Regions from separate parts of the Macaca mulatta genome. Here regions 1 and 2 are each linked to region 3. Evidence: chromatin contacts called from public Hi-C data. All regions are on one chromosome and are shown on one strand. Each heading gives the region's core, a stretch centred on a gene start, on an enhancer-like site or on the middle of the called end of the contact. The rest is flanking DNA. Distances are from core to core; before and after follow the strand shown. Region 1 has its middle 7.6 kb from the start of ZFYVE16. Region 2 holds the start of FAM151B (family with sequence similarity 151 member B). Region 3 holds the start of DHFR (dihydrofolate reductase).

What was found. Hi-C and Micro-C count contacts between places; a contact is called where the count stands out from the background.
Region 1: a Hi-C map of blood shows a contact between it and region 3, with 2.5 times the contacts expected there. The contact joins the enhancer-like site here to the promoter of DHFR in region 3. A contact is called at or near these places in 2 of 14 Hi-C or Micro-C datasets (blood and fetal cortex germinal zone).
Region 2: a contact with region 3 is called in a Hi-C map of liver, with 3 times the contacts expected there. The contact joins the promoter of FAM151B here to the promoter of DHFR in region 3. A contact is called at or near these places in 4 of 14 Hi-C or Micro-C datasets (fetal cortex germinal zone, fetal cortical plate, fibroblasts and 1 more).

The regions. Positions count from the first base shown.
Region 1 is chr6:86,733,007-86,737,138 of T2T-MMU8v2.0, reverse strand. No RefSeq gene overlaps it. Among named protein-coding and RNA genes, the nearest start is that of ZFYVE16, 7.6 kb to the left of the region's middle. Within about 2 kb of position 2,563, at least 12 of the 40 cell types and tissues checked have an H3K27ac peak or open chromatin away from gene starts, as enhancers often do. A contact at or near this core is called in blood, where this site is marked.
Region 2 is chr6:86,814,785-86,819,112 of T2T-MMU8v2.0, reverse strand. It overlaps FAM151B (family with sequence similarity 151 member B), which reads right to left and starts at 2,718. Exons shown (of 6, transcript NM_001194307.2): 1 at 2,623-2,718. The coding sequence starts at 2,647.
Region 3 is chr6:86,972,353-86,976,824 of T2T-MMU8v2.0, reverse strand. It overlaps DHFR (dihydrofolate reductase), which reads left to right and starts at 1,428. Exons shown (of 8, transcript XM_078004951.1): 1 at 1,428-1,457; 2 at 1,777-1,890; 3 at 2,067-2,272; 4 at 2,715-2,764. The coding sequence starts at 2,740. It overlaps MSH3 (mutS homolog 3), which reads right to left and starts at 1,643. Exons shown (of 24, transcript XM_015140339.3): 1 at 1,367-1,643. The coding sequence starts at 1,567.

The DNA of each region.
Region 1 (4,132 bases), core at 1,314-3,813, 240 kb after region 3:
TTTGGATCATAATTGCTAAAAAATTCCATGTATCAGCTTTGACCTCTAAAGAGCTCAGTTTATAACAGTGGTTTCTGCATTTGAGGAAATCATCCCAAATGTAACATGTCTGGGCAATTTATTCCCTAGACCAACCAGCCATGATTGACTAATCTACAGTTATTATTATTATTATTATTATTATTAGACAAGCTCTCACTCCGTCACCCAGGCTAGAGAGCAGTAGCCCAGTCATAGCTCACTGCAGCCTCAAAATCCTGGACTCAAGTGATCCTCCCACCTCTGCTTCCCAAGTAGCTGGGACTACAGGCACTTACCACCACACCCAGCTGATTTTTAAATGTTTTTGTAGAGATGGCGGGAGGGGGTGGGGGGTGGTTGGAGTGTCTCATTGTGTTGCCAAGACTGGTGTCAAACTCCTGGTTTCAAGTGATCTTTCCACCCTTGCCTCCCAAAGTGCTGGGATTACAAGGCGTGAGCCACTGCGCCCGGCCAGTTTTTATTATTTTCAAGAGAAACAGGTATCTTGATGATTTTAAGAGGCTTAAATTCCACAATAATATGAACTCCCAAAACTATTCCTTTTTCATAAATAACCTGGGTAAAGAAAATACCAAAAGCAAATTGAACTCAACTGCAGTATTGCAATTTTTCATTTCTTTCCTGTTTCTTGGCTGGTCTTATGCTAACAAGCAATTTTAGAACCAGGGATTCTTTGCCACAATGCACAGAATGTGACCTGGAACTGTTAGTTAACCGCTGGTATTTAAGTGCTATGCAACCATACTAAAACACTCATTTCAAGAAAAAGGGATTTTAAATTTTTTTAAAAAAGATAAGACCTTTGTTAAAATTATCTGCTGGTCCATGGCCATTAAGATCAGCTGTTTGGAGCAATGCCACTGCTATTGATTGACTATGTCCTCCAAAATTCATGTGTTGAAATTTAATGGCCAATATGATAGTATTAAGATGTGAGGCCTTCAGGAAATAATTAAGTCATGATGAGGGCATAGCCTTCATGGACAGGACTAGGACCCTTATAAAATGGCTTGGAGTCTGGGTAACATAAGGAGACCCCATCTCTATAAAACACTTTTTTGTTAAATTAGCCAGGCATGGTGGCGTGTGCCTGTGGTCCCAGCTAGGGAGGCTAGGGAAGAAAGATTGCTTGAGCCTGGGAGGTCAAGACCTGCATGCAGTGAGCTGTGATCACACCACTGCACTCTAGTCTGGGTGACAAAGCAAGACCCTGTCTCAAAAAAAAAAAAAAATTAAAAATAAAAAATAAACAAAAGGGCTTGGCGATATGGTTTGGGTGTACTTGAACTGCATCCCAGAATTTCCATGCACTGTGGGAGGGACTCAGGGGGAGGTAACCGAATCGTGGGGCCAGTCTTGTCCATGCTATTCTCATGACAGTGAATAAGTCTCATGAGGTCTGATATAGGTTTATTAGGGGTTTCGGGCTTTTGCTTCTTCCTCGTTTTCTCCTGCCACTGCCATGTAAGAAGTGCCTTTCACCTCCCACCATAATTCTGAAGCCTCCTCAGTCATATGGAACTGTAAGTTCAATTAAACCTCGTTTTCTTCCCAGTCTTGGGTATGTCTTTATTAGCAGTGTGAAAATGGACTATGAAGTGTACTTGGGTTCACTGTCTTCCATTCTTCCATGTGAGGACACCAAAACACCACTACATAGAAGGAACAAACCTTCCCCAGACAGCAAACCTCCTGACACCTTGATCTTTGACTTCCCAGCCTCCAGAACTGCAAGAAAATTAATTTCTTTTCTTTGTAAATTACCCAGTCTCAGGTATTTTGTTATAGCAGCACAAATAGACTATGACAGTCACTAATGAAAAAAATGGTTACAGTTTTGATGATCATGAGAACTAATTTTTTAAATGCAAAGAAAAGTTTGGAAAGAAATCCACTAAAATATTAACTGTGACTATAAATCATGAGTGATTCTCCTTTCTGAGAAAAAAACACTTGAAGAATTGAACATTTTCTTTTTAAAAGTATTGCTAAATTCATAATTAAGACAACCTATTACCTCACATTTATTATGCAATCTCTGCATACAATATATTGCATGACTGTGCATCATAAGCCACAAATAAACCAAAAGGACGAATGAGCACTTGTGTCTGGTTGCTGCCTTAGAGGTGGCAACAAGAAACAGTCATTCCCAAGGCTCAAGTATAATACAGCTTCAACATCATGACACAGATTCTTTCATCAAATTATTTGCCAAATATTTTCAGTTCTCCTTTCTTCTGGTCATATGATGGCAGTGTACTTCCTGACCCCCTTGAGGTTAAATAGGGCTATGTGACTGATTCAGACCAATAAATTGTGAGCAGAAATGACATGTCATTTCCAGACTGAATTCTTTACTCACCAATGTGAGATCCTCCTGAGCCTACTTTCCCTCTGGCATAACAATAGACAAGATTTGATACTGTGACTGCTCCATCAGCCTGAGTCCCTGTGGGATTTCAGTGAAGAAAAAAAAACCTTGTTGTTTTGTGCCCTGGGATTTTGAGAGTGCTTTAGTACCGCAGCATAATTCAGTCTGTCCTTGAAGATAAACTGGAACTTTGTGTTATGCCCCTGAGATTTGTGGCTGGCTATTCTGATTGATACACTGAGATAAGGCTTCAAAAAGACTATCTGCAACAGCATTGTTTCCTAGCATGTTTTTCCTTTGCAAGTGAATTACTCTACATTCACGGCCACAGATCTTATTTTTATCTAAACACCCACCTATTTTATCCCCTCTCCCCCACAATTAGATTATCTTGAGGCAAAGCTCATTTATTACATATTTTATCTCTAAATTTTTCTACACGTATATTTAAAAGATAAGTAGAAAACCTACAAAGTGGAAATAATGCAGTCAACCCCCTTGTAGCCAATCCCATAATCCAGCTTCAATATGGACAACCTAGTTTCATCTGTTCCATTACCTGCCCATATGATTTGAAAGCAAATGCCGTATGTTATATTATTTCATCCATAAATATTTCAATATATATTTGCAAAAGAAAATAACTCTGCCTGGGGGCAGCGGCTCATGCCTATAATCCCAGGACTTTGGGAGGCCAAGGCAGGCAGATCACCTGAGGTCAGGAGTTCAAGATCAGCCTGGCCAATGTGGCAAAACCCCATCTCTACTAAAAATACAAAAAAAAAAAAAAAAAAAAAAAAAAAAAAAATCTGAGCATGGTGGTGCATGCGTGTAATCCCAGCTACTCGGGAGGCTGAGGCAGGAGAATCACTGGAACACAGGAGGTGGAGACTGCAGTGAGCCGAGATCATACCACTGCACTCCAGCCTGGTAACAGAGCAAGACTCTGTTTCAAAAAAAGAAAAAAAGAAAGAAAAGAAAATAACTCTTCACAAAAATCTAATAATACCATAATCATTCCCGAAAAAAATTTAATAATAATTCTCAATATTACCAGATATTTAGGTACTGATATTCATATTTCTTTTTTTTTGTTGAGATGAAGTCTCCCTGTCTCCCAGGCTGGAGTGCAGTGGCCGGATCTCTGCTCACTGCAAGCTCCGCCTCCCAGGTTCATGCCATTCTCCTGCCTCAGCCTCCCCAAGTAGCTGGGACTACAGGCGCCGGCCACCTCGCCCAGCTAATTTTTTGTATTTTTAGTAGAGACGGGGTTTCACTTTGTTAGCCAGGATGGTCTTGATCTCCTGACCTCATGATCGACCCGCCTCGGCCTCCCAAAGTGCTGGGATTGCAGACGTGAGCCACCGCGCCCTGCCTGGTATTCATATTTCTAATTGTTTGATAAATGTCATAATTTTTTAATGGTTTAAATGAATCAAAATCCAAATAAGATCCACATACTGAGATTAGTTCATGTGTAATAAAGTTTCCTGTTCCTTTTTTGTTCCTAGCAATTTATTTTTGAAAAAAAGTTGTCTTTTGGCCTGTAAAATTGACAATATCTACATTTTTCTTTTTTGCGTACATCCTCCCCATTGTATCTTTTAACATGTTTCTCTCTCCGCTGTGTTTCCTATGAACTTGCAGTTAGCTCTAGAGGCATGGTTTGATACAGGCTTAGTGTTTTGGTAAGGCTGCTTTATAAGCGGTGTTGTG
Region 2 (4,328 bases), core at 1,469-3,968, 160 kb after region 3:
TGCAATTCCTTTTCTGGCCATAAAAAGGAAAGAAGTACTGAAACATGCTACAAGATGGATGAATCTTGAAAACACTATGACAAGCGGAAGCAGCCAGACATAAGAGGGTCTATGTTGGGTGATTCCACTTATATGAAACATCCAGAATAGGCAAATTCAAAGAGATAGAAAGTAGAAGAATAGTGGCTCTGGGTTTAAAGGATGGGGCATGGGGAAGTGTTTCTTTTTGTAAGGTGAAGATGTTTTAAAATTGTGGCAATTGTTGCACAAGTCTGTGAATAAGCTAAAATCAAACAAATAAGCTAAAATCACTGAATTATACTCTTTAAATGAATAAATTGTATATTAATAGTATGCAAATTATACATCAGTAAGGATTTTTAAAAATTTATTAATTTTTTTTTAAGGCTCTGGCTCTGTTGCCCAGGCTGGCATGTTCTTGGCTCACTGCAGCCTCTCTCAGGCTCAAGCGATTCTCCCACCTCAGTCTCTTCCTGAGTGGCTGGGTCCACAGGCATGTGCCACCACCATACCTGGCTAATTTATTTGTATTTTTTGTAGAGACAAGTCCTGCCTGTGTTGCCCAGGCTGATCCAAACTCCAGGGCTCAAGCCTTTCAAAGTGTTCAGATTACAGGCGTAAAACACCATGCCCGGCCAGGAGGGAACTTTTCACTATACATCCTATTGTGCCTTTTTAACTCTTTTATGTTAAGAATGTATTTTTTTTTTAAGTAAGGGGGAAAAATGACATATAACAGAAGAATCTGGTTAAGAATTAGTTTTATCAACAACTCGGTAATGAGAAGAAAATTTGTTTTTTTGTTTTTGTTTTTGTTTTGAGACAGAGTCTCTCTCTGTCGCCCAGGCTGGAGTGCAGTGGCAGGATCTCGAATCACTGCAAGCTCCGCCTCCCGGGTTCACGCCATTCTCCTGCCTCAGCCTCCCGAGTAGCTGGGACCACAGGCGCCCGCCATCACGCCCGGCTAATTATTTTGTATTTTTAGTAGAGACGGGGTTTCACCGTGTTAGCCAGGATGGTCTTGATCTCCTGACCTTGTGATCCGCCCGCCTCGGCCTCCCAAAGTGCTGGGATTACAGGCGTGAGTCACCGTGCCCAGCCGGAAAATTTGTTTTTTTAAAAATGGTATTTGTCAGGAATTGGACGTTTTTCACTTATGCACACATTTTTTTCCCCAAGATTCCGTAAACCTTGCATCGATTCAGAAGAGAACCTGGATTTATACAGCCTGTGAGTGAGAATGGTGTAAGTCTTGAGTGTGGGCTTTGTCCCAGATTTGTTTGGATTCTTAGGAAAACCAGGCTTTAAAAGGATTTATACTGAGAAGTAAAGAACCCAAGAGTTAAAAATGGAAAACTCTGGTCTGAAGAAAATGTTCTATGGAGGTTTAGCACAGGTCTTAAAAAAGAGAAAAAAAAGTTCACATCCTTTGACCCAGTAATTTCAGTTACAAGAATCATGTCCAGGATAAAAACAAACCAAAAACATAACTGAGGAAGAACAATGCAAAACTGTTTATTACAGAATGAATTCTAACAAAACTAAACAGAAAACAACTGACTAATGTTCAACATTAGGAGACTGGTTAATTACAATATAACTGTATTGTATACAATATAATTGTGTAAAACAATTCAGTCATTCAAAATTATGTTTATAAAAACCTTGGTGACATGGAATACTATAAGAGGCAGGATTTTAAAAATTATGTTTACCATGACCTTAACTCTATTTTTAAGAGTCAGGGTTGTTAGAAAATAACAAAAAGTTAGTAGTGGTGCCTGTGGGTATCAGCATTTGGGGAATTTTTTTTTCCTACTTCTCTATACTAATATACTTTATAAATGTTCTATAATGGCATTTATCAGAACCTGGACATTTTTCGCTTACACACACGTGTTATTCCAAGATTCTGTAAACCGTGCATCGATTCAGAAGAGAATCCGTATTTATACAGCCCGCTAGTCAGAATGGTGAAAGCGTGCATTATTTTTACAATTAGGGAAAAAATCTAAACTGAAGAAAGAACGCGTCACTGAGGTTGTCTCATACCACTACTTCAGTTTACAGAAAAGATACTGTAACGTTCAAGAGTGGAACTATTGTTCCGCAAGTTGAAGCACTTGACTCCAAGGGGAAACAAGCGAGCCGCACTCTGCCAGGTTTCCAGGCCGCGCGCTCAGCAGCCGGACTACGCCGGGCCCGGCCCACCGTCCGCATTCCCAAGCCTCCCCCAGTTTCCAAAGAGGAACCGACTGACCCAGACCGCCCCCATGCGGTCTGCGGAAATTAAGGAATTAGGGAAACGTCACATTCCTTTCCTTCCAACCAAGACCTCAAAAGACACTGACTCTGCCATTCTCCGACCTCCCCCTAACGCCTGTCCCTTAACGCCCACCCGGCAAACCAAGGTCATCGGCAGGCGATCGGGGGCGCGCCCCGAGTGCGGAGCGGGCTTCAAGCCCAGCCGCCCGGTACTGCGCGGCGCGCTCCTAGGTCCCTAGCAAGGAGGACCGCGGGAGCCCACAAAGGGAGGGTGCCGCCGGCGGAGCCTCTCAAAGCGCCCCACCTCCAGGCAGAGGCCGCGTGCTTGGCGCTTACCTGGGCCTCCAGCGGATGCTGCCATGGTGATGACGCCCGCCGTCCGCGCAGGCGCCCACCGGCTGGCGCCCCTGCTAACCGGGCACTGGCGGCACGGAAATTCGACTCCACAAACCACAGGCCTCGGGCAGGGGAAGAGCAAGGCGGGCGCCAGCGAAGCGGAACCAAATGGAGCCGCGGCACGCAGGCGCAGAGGCTGGCGTTCGAGGTTCGCTTTCGGGCCGCTCCGCCGGGCAGGTGTTGGCCAAGCGCTCCTCCGAAAGGTTTCGGAAGCAGGTGGTAGCTCTGAAGATAACGCTGCGTTAGGGAATACTGCGGCGAAGGATGGAACTCCGATTGAAAGCAGTTGCTGGAGTGGAGCACGAATTTCAAAAGTTGGATATATTTTCTTTTAAATGTTAGTAATATCCTAAAAGGGTGTGGAATCATTACTGATAAAAATCAGTGTTTCTGGCCGGGCACGGTGGCTTACGCCTGTACTCCCAGCACTTTGGGAGGCCGACGTGGGCGGATCACTTGAGGTCAGGAATTCGAGACCATCCTGGCCAACATGGTGAAAACCCTCCTTACTGAAAATTTTAAAAATTATCCGGGCATGGTGGTGCGCGCCTGTAATCCCAGCTACTAGCGAGGCTGAGGCACAAGAATGGCTTGAACCAGAGAGGTGGAGGTGATCCGAGATCGCACCACTGCACTCCAGCCTGGGCGATAGAGGTAGACTCTGTCAAAAAAAAAAAAAAAAAAAAAAAAAAGGTTTTTGTACAGTTATCGAGCAGATAACCTGAAGTTTTCTTCTCCCCTTCTGTCTCTCTACCAGTGTTCACTCAGAAAACGCTCCCAGCAACTGGGTTCTCCCATCCACTGTCTTTCTAGCCCTCCTTAACTCATTACTTTCTGATGCCAAACTAGTGATCAGAATTAGCAACAAAGCTCTGCCATTTTCGGCTTCTGTGACCAAAAAACTCAATCTGCCAGTGGTAGAGTTAGGATAACTATCATCACCTGACACATAATACAAAGGGGAGCGATTCTTGCCCAGCCTTTCAGATAAAATATTTTTCATCACTCCAAAGCAATCACTCTCCATTTGCCCCCTTCCTACCCCCAGGCAACAATTCATCTACTTTCTGTCTCATGAATTTGCCTATTCTGGAATTTGATGTAAATAGAATCACAGACTGTATGTATGATCTTTGTATCTGGCTTCTTTCACTTGGCATGTTTTCAAAATTCATCCATGTTTTAGCATGTGTCAGTACTTTCTTCCTTCTTATGTTGGAATAAATTCCAGTTTGTATATACCACATTTTATGTGTGTCCATTCAACAGCTGATGGACATTCGGGTTGTTTCCACATTTTGTCTTTTATGAATAATGCTGCTATGAACATTTATTGACAAGTTTTGCGTGGACGTATATGAACACATTTCTGCGTACATATCTGTGTACATACCTAGGAGTGGAACTAACTTGTTCATATAGTAACTCTGTTTAACTGTGTGAGGAACTGCCAGTTTTGCAAAGCAGCTGTACCATCTTTCATTCCTACCAGCAGTGTATGAAGATTCCAGTTTCCCCCCGTCCTCACCAGTACTCCTTGTTATTATGTGTTGTTTTTAATTATAATCCTAGTAGATATGAAGTACTACCTCATTATCTTGATTTGCATTTCCCTACTAATAATGTTGAGCCTATTTTCAGGTGCT
Region 3 (4,472 bases), core at 179-2,678:
AGTTCCTTGCCATCCATTCTTCAAAGAATCCCCTACGTTTAGTACTGGAAAAGTCTATGGGTGAACTGTTTTTAACACCATAAAAGACAAGGTAGAGTCTGATGACTGAGGCCAGGAGTCTCAGCAACTCAAGCCCTGTTTAGAATTAATTGAAACCAAGGCTGCTACCTGTCTTGACTCAATCAGCCTTCAGCTTTCTCTAATTATAAAACTTGAATCACCCTACTTACATATGCTAAATAAAATACCTCTAAGAAATAAACAGCTATGTAGCAAAGGCACAGAGAGGAAAAGATACATAATAAAAGAACAGTATCATTTTTGACATGGTCATTCCAATTTAAGTGTTTCCTGTTTAAATGGTTTATGTTCATCACTAAAGATGTGACAAGATTATGAACTTTTTCTTGGCAGAAAACTTGCCAAAAGCATACGTAAGTCCTTCACCAACTACCCTTTAAATGGTGGGTGCAAACTTTTGGTGAATTCACGAAAATGTCGGCCTCAAAAAAAAAAAAAAAAAACAAAAACAGAAGAGAAGTAATCACTATAAGGGAGAAACATATAAGAAGGGAACAAGATTTTGAAGCACCCAAGCTGTCACCTACATTATAACACGGTAGGTGGCTAAATACCAGTCTTCAATGCCTTTCCACCCTCAGTTTGAAACATACTGTGCAGGTGACCCCAGTGAGGGGTCACCCTTGGGCTTTTCCCCTGGCAGTATCTCCCGTCTAAAAACAAACAAATGTACTTATTGCGTTGAAGGATGGCAACAGGAAGGACTCCATAATTAATCACATCTATACCATCCTAAGAAACTTTATCCACCCAAATTGTATTTCAGACTTTATAATCTAAACTACAAAAAGTGTTCACTGGGGAACTGCACAATATGACTGCTTTTAACCGTAGTGATTTGAAATATTGAGCAACGCTGTTGCAGCCTTGAAAACTGGAGACCTAACGGCAGCTTTCTTCTAGTCACCCAATCCTGCACTTTTTAAATCAGTAAAACTCTTCGACCACCAAGGAAAAAAAAAAAAGGATGGAGGTTAAAAGACGCACCCCTTACCCACAAGCCCTCTTATCAGAATGCGAGTCAGGAGACCTGAGTTCCTGTCTCAGGTCTGCCATAAAACACCTGCGTAACCTTAGCCTATCTCCTCAAATGGAAGTACTAAAAACCTCAGCGCTTCACCTAGTTTGTAGCCCCGCCTGGGCTCTTCCCACCTTCCCCTTCTTCAGCCCACCCCTTCCTCCTCCAGCCCTGCCATCTGGCGGAGAGTACCCGCCTCCGCCCGCCTCACCCACAAGCCCCGCCCACCGGCCCCGACAGCCCTTCCCCGTCCTGGACAGAACCTACCACGAGCGGCGGCAGCTGGGGCGGGAAAGTGGACGCTGGGGGCGCTGCGGCGTCACGGTCCACCTGATCGGTTGCACCCGTGGGGGAGGAGGTGGATTTCAGGCTTCCCGTAGACTGGAAGAATCGGCTCAAAACAGCTTGCCTCGCAGGGACTGGGCTGGAGGCAGCGAGGCCGCCCAACGCAGGCTTCCGGCGAGACATGGCAGGGCAAGGATGGCAGCCCGGGAACAGGGCCCTGCCGGGAGCGCGAGCCCGCGGCCGCAGTTCCCAGGCGTCTGCGGGCGCGAGCCCGCCGTGACCCTGCCGTGCGCCGGGGCGGGGGGCGGGGCCTCGCCTGCACAAATAGGAACGAGAGGGCGGGGCGGCCACAATTTCGCGCCAATCTTGACCGCGCGTTCTGTTTTAACTAGCGGGCTCGGAGGTGCTCCAGCTGCTGTCATGGTTAGTTCGCTAAACTGCATCGTCGCTGTGTCCCAGAACATGGGCATCGGCAAGAACGGGGACCTGCCCTGGCCGCCGCTCAGGTATCTGCCGGGCCGGGGCGATGGGATCCAGACTGGCGCAGGCTGCCCGCGGTCGGGGTATCTGGGTGGGATGCGCTGGGCCGACTCCCGGCGAGAGGATGGGGCCAAACTTGCGGTCTGCGCTCGCAGGAAGGGTGGGCCCGACTGGATTCGGATTCCCCTTTTCTGCTGCGCAGGAGGCAAAGTTGCTGATTTCTGCCCGGATCCTGCTGCCAGGTGAGGTCTTTGCCCTGCGGCGCCCTTTCCCAGGGCAAAGTCCCAGCCCTGGAGAAAACACCTCACCCCTGCCCGCAGCGCTCCGTTTGTCAGGTGCCTTAGAGCTGGAGCTCAAGGGATAATTGTCATGCGTGTCCATGTGAAGAGACCACCAAACAGGCTTTGTGTGAGCAACATGGCTGTTTATTTCACCTGGGCGCAGGCGGGCTGAGTCGGAAAAGAGAGTCAGCGAAGGGAGATAAGGGGTGGGGCTGTTTTATAGGATTTGGGTAGGTAAAGGAAAATTACAAAGGGAGGTTGTTCTCTGGCGGGGTAGGAATGGGGGTCACAAGGTGCTCAGTAGGGGAGCTTTTTGAGCCAGGATGAGCCAGGAAAAGGAGTTTCACGAGATAATATCGCTTAAGGCCAGGACCGGCCATTTTCGCTTCTTTTGTCTTGGAATGTCATCAGTTAAGGTGAGGCAGGACATTTGCACTTCTTTTGTGATTCTTCAGTTACATCAGGCCATCTGCGCGTATACGTGCGAGTCACAGGGGATGCGATGGCTTGGCTTGGGCCCAGAGGCCTGACAATAATGTTTCGAGTAACGCTCTTTCTCTAACTTGTAGGAATGAATTCAGATATTTCCAGAGAATGACCACAACCTCTTCAGTAGAAGGTAATGTGGGATTAAGTAGGGTCTTGGTTGATGAAATTTACCAATGCAAATGTTATTTAAATGGAAAGTTTTCCGTGTTAATCTGGGACCTTTTCTCTTATGGATCTGTATGCAGTTCCCAAGGTTCATTTACCACTATTAAAATTTTTTTGTCTTAGAAATTTTATGTTAACGCACGAGCAAATTATCAGGCATGGGGCAGAATTGGCAGCTGGGTGGAAGCTTCAGTGGAGGTTAGCACTCGGAAAGGAAAGCAGAAGAGGCCTTTGGAAGAGCTGCTGGAAGAGATAAGGCCTGAACAAAGGCAATGGAGAAGAGAGGGTAAAAAATTTTTAAGGTTACATGACCCTGGATTTTGGAGATCAGGAATTTAAAGATGATGCATCAAGGAAGAACGCTCAGATTTTCAGTTTGAAAGCTGACGTGACATGTAAAGGAGTGGAGAATAATGTACCATTGTAATGATGAGGCACCTCTAGGACATCTAGGATAATTTCAGGCACAGAGATCTAGGTGAATTGAACTATTGGAGGGAAGGGAATAACCAAGGAAAAGAATGTGGGGGTTGAGAGATGCCCCATTTAAAATCTAAGAGACCTGGATATTTATGGTTGTAAGAGGAGACATGGCAGAGGAAACAAACAGTAAGAAAGGAGCAGATGCTGCAGCTCTTGAATGGAACAGATACAAGGTATTTGGATTTGACAATTAGGTCACTGGTAGAGATGATGACGAGAGCCCATAGCTAAAGAATTGATAAAAGCCACTCTCAGAAATCCCAATATGGTCTGGTAATGTTGATGTTTCTTTGGTTCAGATAGCTGAGTCTCAAAGTTATTCTCCTAAGAAATTGACCCAAAGTGGACGCTATATGTAAAAAGGTTTTATAGAAGCGTTAAAAGAGTAGGATACAGACATAATTAAACATGTTTTAAGGCAATTGAGTGGAACATTAAGCAGCTATTTTTAAAAGTATGATTTAATACCAATCTACAAAGTACACAAATATGAATAATACAATTATATAACAGTTTTGACAGTACTGATTAGAGGCTGAACATTATTCTAAGTCTTTAATTCCCACAACAACCCTAGAAGCAGGAACTATTGTTATCTCTATTTTATGGATAAAGAAAGTAAACTACAAGGGGTTAACACGATTTGTCTTGTGGATGACAAAATGCATTCAACTTCAGCACTTTGACTCAGTTTTTTTTTTTTTTTTTTTTTTGGGGTCTCACCTCTATCTCCCAGGCTGGAGTGTAGTGGCGCGATCTCAGCTCACTGCAAGCTCCACCTCCCGGGTTCACGCCATTCTCCTACTCAGCCTCCCAAGTAGCTGGGACTACAGGCGCCTGCCACCACGCCCAGCTAATTTTTTGTATTTTTAGTAGAGACGGGGTTTCACTGTGTTAGCCAGGATGGTCTTGATCTCCTGACCTCGTGATCCGCCTGCCTCTGCCTCCCCAGAATCTTTACTCATTACTATGTTATACACAATTGCAATTGATTAAAAGTAAATATTCGATATAAATTGGATAATGCCAAAGGGAAAAATAGTTATATTTAGGCAATAAGTGATAAGTATGAATTTTGGTAAGACTTTTAAGTTTATTTTTTTTAAAGGAGAGCCACTAAGTGTCAGGATGTCAGTCATATCTATGCACATACCTACACTAAGTCCTCACTTAACGTATCTGTGAGTTCT